2 separate regions of the Arachis hypogaea genome follow, and region 2 is linked to region 1. A link is a contact called in public Hi-C data. All regions are on one chromosome and are shown on one strand. The core of a region is the stretch at or near the end of the contact, and the rest is flanking DNA. Distances in the headings are between cores, read along the strand shown. Region 1 has its middle 36 kb from the start of LOC112696966. Region 2 has its middle 14 kb from the start of LOC112696970.

Region 1 (3,319 bases), core at 541-3,040:
TCCTTTAATGAATAGTGATTGAACGAGAAAATAAACCAATCATAAGTGATCATAATAAAAACTAATAAATAGAGGATATTAATGGAAGACAAAAAGCCCAATTTTGCCACTAGCTTTTTTTTTATTCTCCTATTTTATTCGGTGACCCACTAACACATGATAAACATCTCTTTAATTAATATGTACTCGTTAACCAAAAATTAAAAAATAATTACTGCTAATAATAATAATAATAATAATAATAATAATAATAATAATAATAATAATAATAATAATAATAATAATAATACAGAAAACAATATAAACTTTAAAACATTTTATGTAAATTAAAAAAATGTAAAAGATCATGTAAGTCTAAAACAGAAAAAAAAGAAAATTAAAATATATCAGCACTTACACATCTTACCGTTAAATCATTAAAGATTTTTTAAAAGTTAAAACTCAATTATAGTATTAAATATTCTTTAATATTGTGGAAAATACCACTCACACTCAAAGATTAGAATAAAAAAATCATTCAACTTTATATACTTAATTATAATATATATTTATTTAGAATAAAAATAAAGATTCTCATAACGCTTTTTTTTTTCTTCAATCCATTTTCTTGACCTCAGACCATCATAAAAAACCAAAAACCCCATTAACCCTAAAGAAGCCCAAACAATTATAAGTCCAAACAATTTCAGCCCACTTTTAAAAAAATCATAATCCCACACACATTAATCTCTTAATGTATACCGTTGACACACTCTACTAACTATATGCTACGATGTGTTATGCGCAGTTTTTCATGTACCACAGAGGAAGGAAGTTATGCATCGCAACATGCTAACTGTCACAACGGATCTATATGTATAGATATTTCATGTGATTCATATGTATGGACTAGAAAATTTTCCTATATATATTTGCACATTAAATTGAAGGTTTATTAAAAAGAGTGGCACGTAAAAGTGAATTAAATTATAAAAATTTAATTCGACTTAATTGTTTGACTTAGATATTGAATTTTATTAAAACATTGACGTTAACAAAAATAACCTAATAATTATGATTGGACATTTACTGTTGCCATTTTGATGGGTCACAAGTACAGCTTATTTTTTGTGGAATTATTTTGTCAATGACATAATTCTTTTTTTTCAATTTTGTAACGTGAGAGAGTTTTACCATGCATTTTGACAATTGTCTCAACGAATCTTTAAAACGTGTTTAATTTGTTCTCCCCTATGCATTCGGCTAATTATGATGGAAAAATGCAAAACCGCCACGCTATATACCGATTTGAAGAAGTTCCAAAAATCTCTTATTAAATATTCTTTAGTTTTTACTAATTCTATTATTGCATCATCTTCATTCTTCACCCTAATATTTTGTATTACCTTTTTGGATAGATTATTAGTATAAGTTCCAAAAGTCTTTTATTGAATATTCTTTAGTTTATACAAATTATTCTATTGCATCATCTCTAATATTTTAATTTATATTTGTTAGTATATGCAATCAATAATTCTTGCATTGCCTTACGAGTTACGTCTTCTAGAACTGTGAGGTAGAGAAGCTATTAAGAAAAAGAAAGAAACAAAGAAAAGGGAGTAGGAGTTGGAAGGAAAAATAAGCAAGAAATTCTCGATTCTTCTAGAAACAATGTGAAAAATCTTTTTGTAAGAGTAATGGACCATAAGCAGAAAAAGAAACAAAAAATTCAAGGCAGCCACGCTTACCACGAGGGGCTGCTACCTGGACCTTGAGGCACTACATGTCTACATCGTTAATCATTAATTAAACGTCAATTAATATTATATTACGTTTTGTGTACTAACTAGTGTGCGTCAATATAATAATAAAGTGCATTTTATTGTTGAACCATACTGAATAAATCATCATTTGTATCCATAAAAGATGATAACATTGACATATGTATTTATGATAGATCGAAACTGATTTTATACCCATAAAAATTGTGTTTCGTGTGACAAAAATATCCTGTTTTAGTTATGCACTTACTTCATTATTATCCGAACATACGTGGCACCTCCAACTTTTCAAAACCCTATCCCTCTTCAATTCCATTTCTAATTTCAACCACTCATCCCTATTATATGGCGGCACAATTCCATTTCTAATTTCAACCACTCATCCCTATTATATGGCGGCAGCTTCCTCCTCCTCTGCCGCTCTTCCATCCTTTCGCAAATTCGCCTCATCTCCGTGTTCTCCTTCTCAATTCTCCCTCTTTTTCAAACCCTCCTATTACTTCTCTAACTTGTTATTGCATCTTCAATCTTTATAATCACAGAATTTTAGTTATCTTTGCCAGAAGAATCATTGAATTATATAAAATTGATGTCCAATTTCTACTTCAAAAAAACAAAAATTAAAATTACTTGTAAACCAAAAGATCAAAAAAATAATGAATTCAATTCGACCATTGAACTAAAACAACCTAACTTGAAATAATGCCGCAAATACAACCACACAAAAAGAATCAAGAACTGAGCACAAATTCATCGCCAGATCCAAATGAATAAAAAAAGAGTAAAAAAAAAAGAGAAGTTGTCTGTACAACTGAAGCCTCTCTTCTTCGATGATCTGCAACAAGAAAAAGAAAGAAATCAAAGAATGAGAAAAGGAAGTAACGACGGAATTGAATTGAAGAGCGAAAAATAGAGAAGCACCTTCTTGGTGTAGCTAATGACGGAAGCTTATCGAGGGAGACCGTCAGGTCCGATCTCAGGGACGAACGACTGGTTTGAAGCCATTTTGAAAAAAAGTCTCATACTCCAGCGTAGGGTTTGTGATCTCCAAACAGCAGCGGCACCTGTAGTTCGATGCCGGTTCAGAACTCGATTTTTGAGGGATTGAACCCAAATTGAAAAATAGTCTCTGATGGAGGCATAGCATGGTATTCTCGATCCCCATAGGTATTTTGTGATTGTTTGGAGCTTCTCACTTTTTGATGGAAAAGGGTTTGAAAAAGAGGGAGAGTTGGAAAGGAGAGTGCGAGGATGAAACGAAGGTGTGAAGGGACGGAAGAGCGGCCATGGTTGCAGAGGAGGAGGAAGCTGCTGCCATGGAATAGGGATGGATGGTTGAAATTAGAAATGGAATTGAAGAGGGATAGGATTTTGGAGGGTTGGAGTGTCACGTAGGTTCGGATAATAACGAAGCAAGTGCATAAACTAAAGCAAAGTACTTTTGCCGCACGTAGAGTAATTTTTGTGGGTACAAAATTAATTTCAATCTATCGTAAATACATATGTCAGCGTTATCATCTTTCATGAATATAAATAATCATTTATTCCTAATATAAATA
Region 2 (3,319 bases), core at 436-2,935, 140 kb after region 1:
GATTTCGCTGCGGTTGTGTCAATGGTTTAGTGAAACAGCCACAAAATCAAATCTCCACGCTCCATTCTGCAACGTTTCTCGAAGTGCTAGTAACTCGTTTTGCGGCGATTTAAAACTGCCGCTAATTTCTATTAAAATCGCTGCTAAATCCCGTTTTTCTTGTAGTACATAACAAAATTTCCTGGTATAACATTGTACCATGGAACATTAATTTTTCAGTTTTCATCACCGTTGAGATTCATATTAAATAATTTATATGATCTAGATTGAGTTGGCAAAGATGGTTGTGGGTATGCAATTTAAAAAGTTTTCAACCCCTTTCTTTTCCAAACTATGTTTTAGAGTAAGCTGAGGTATGCTGTGTTTGATATCAATTTTTTATTGGCCCTTTCATATGTTAGAACTAACAAACAAGCTCATATGCAACTCGTATAAGAATAAGAAAATTATTTAGTAATTTAGACAATTAATCAGTAGTTATCAGTTTTCATAAATCATTTAACGATCTTTAGTTATAATAAAAAAGATATATTGTTAAGTCTCAAAAAGTATATACTGATATCCTTTGTTTCTGCAATAATTAACCCTACAATTAAAAATAACTTTATATATATATATATATATATATATATATATATATATATATATATATGACCAAACCGGATAACAAATTTTAGGCTAAGAAATTTCGGTTTAATTAACAAGTATTTCATGTTTATTATATGCATCTAGAAATTTGATGCTACAACAACATAAAAATGATAGTAGTAATAGATTAAAAATTATTTCTGACCATTCTATTTATTTGGATCTAAAAAATAATTTACAATCTTAGAAAACATAAAAGATTTATTTATTGATGGCATCTTATTTAACATTATTTGATTTCTGATACGCATACAAGTTAAAGCAAGTAGTTATATATATATTGGAAGATAAATTATACAATGACAATTTTCTCGTTGAAAAAATAAAAGAAAATGAAGACAACAAAATTTGTTTTGAGATTATTGCTAAGTATATATCATACCTTTTTATTAGTTATCATGGTTTTGACAGATCGAATCGATCAGTTTAACCGGATTAATTAGAAATTTGTTATCAGACTGATTAAATTCAAGCAAAAATTAGTTGGCAATAATTCGGCCAAAGAATTAAAAAAACTAATGCAGTTTTTAAACGGTTAATCTATTTAAAATAATAAGATATAAAATTATTTTGTTCTAAAAATATTATATATTTTATACATAAAAATATTATTTTATTATATTCGGTTCAATTTTGATTGAATCTCGGTTGAATTTTTAAAATTTTAAACTTCTAACTTTACCGATTCAATTGTTGATTCGGTTTTCAAAACCATGCTAATTAAGTTAAGAACTAATTCGTCGCAGATTTGAGTTTCATTTAAGAATTTGTCACTAAACCAATAAGTTGCACGAGATGAAATTCGTACCTCTAATATTTGTTTAAACGAAAGAGTAAGTTGTCAGCCAACCCAAATTGGTTAGCTAGTCTATGATCTTAATTATCTTATTTTTGGACTTCAATTGGAATGGTATAGATTTCATGCAAAAACAAAAATACCATGACTACAGAACCTGTTGTGGACCAATGCAAAGAGGCCTATATCGACTTCCTGTACAAAAGCACCAAATATTAAAAAAAAAATGAGAAAGCCAGCACACAACTGAGGCACCCATCAAAACTGTATTGGGTTAAAAACCTATGTTAAGTGTGCCTGAGTGCAGTATAAGCCCAATTGAAAAGCTCGGACAAATGGAAAACAGAGAGACAGAACATGTCAAGACCAAAAACCAAAAAAAAAAAAAGGAAAAAGAGAAAGAACATGTCCAAGAAAAATACATAAAAAAAAAGGAAAAATCCAGCACATGAGCTGCTAGTTTGGTGAATGATGTATCTGCCTTAAAGCAAGTGCATTTTACTTACCATCGGAAGAAATAAGTGCATCTTTAATTTTCCTTTGATATTTTTAAGTGTATCTTTTTTTATTATACACACTCTGAATTAAAAAAAACAAATAAAATAATACCAAAAGTTTATTGTCAAATGTATTTGTTCATTATACCCTATTTAAATAAAAAGTAAAGTACTAAAATAATATCTGAAAATTTATATCATTGATCAAAATCAATTTTAAAGATATGAACGGTAAATAATTTTTTAAAAAATTTAAAAATGTGATAAAATAATTAAAAAATGTTATATTATTTTATAAAAGACAAATAACTTTTATATTTAACAAATAACTTATGTATTTAATTCGATTTTTGTGAAAATATTTAGATTATTATTTAGAATGTGCAAACAAAATATCAAAATAAAAGTTAATCTATAGAAAAATTTTTCATTTTTTAAATTTTAGTCATTCACAATAAAAAAATAAAAAATTTATTTAGTATAAAATCACTAAATTTAAGGGATGAAAATATCTTATTTTTTAATAATGCTTAAAAAAATTGTATTAAAATTTGATTTCTAAACTCTTTCAAAAATATATATTTAATAACTAATTATTATGTCATATTTTTAAATTTTTTAAAAATTTCTTTGTTGTTAATATTTTTTTGTTATTTTCGTCATTGATTTTGACAGTTTACCCTTAGATAATTAAAAAAAATAAACCACCGAAAATGACCTTAAATTATCAAATTGCTAACAAAAATATCTGTGAAATTTGATAACACGAAAATACCATTAAAATATTTTAAAACATAACAAGAGTACTCAACCTTTAACTATATATATATTCATAAAGAGGGTTTTAGATATCAGTTTTTAAGGCGATTTTTTACAATAATGATTAAAAATAGGATATTTTTATTTATAAAATTTAATTATTTTTCAATAAGTAGATATATTTTAGCGATTTTTTTAAATGACAAAAAATATTTTGAAGAAATGAAAAAAATGAAGAGATCAAATTTTGGTTTATTTTTTACATGCACATTCTAAATAAATTTTTCAAATATTCTTATAAAATCTTAAATTAAATATATAAATAATTTGTCAAATACAAAAAAAATTGTTATTTATAAAAAATTATTTTTTTCATAACTTTATTGTTGTATATATTTTAAAAATATTTTTATTGTAAATACATTTAGAAAATAATTTTTTTCAATGATTTAATAATTAGATGACATTTTTTGTGGTTTACAACTTTACATATAAAAATACTATATAATAAAAAATCATACTTAATAACAGCATCAATGCAGTAAAATAATTATGAACATTCATTTTTATAATTGTTCGTTGTATGCTATAAACAACTTTGTGCTGAGGCATTCAAGCT

The links. A called contact is a pair of places that touch in the nucleus more often than the background predicts.
Region 2: a contact with region 1 is called in a Hi-C map of an unstated tissue, with 5 times the contacts expected there. The contact joins two enhancer-like sites. A contact is called at or near these places in 5 of 8 Hi-C or Micro-C datasets (leaf and an unstated tissue).

What each region holds. Positions count from the first base shown.
Region 1 is chr6:93,198,946-93,202,264 of arahy.Tifrunner.gnm2.J5K5, forward strand. No RefSeq gene overlaps it. Among protein-coding and RNA genes, the nearest start is that of LOC112696966, 36 kb to the left of the region's middle. Within about 2 kb of position 1,791, at least 2 of the 3 cell types and tissues checked have open chromatin away from gene starts, as enhancers often do.
Region 2 is chr6:93,338,911-93,342,229 of arahy.Tifrunner.gnm2.J5K5, forward strand. No RefSeq gene overlaps it. Among protein-coding and RNA genes, the nearest start is that of LOC112696970, 14 kb to the left of the region's middle. Within about 2 kb of position 1,686, at least 3 of the 3 cell types and tissues checked have open chromatin away from gene starts, as enhancers often do.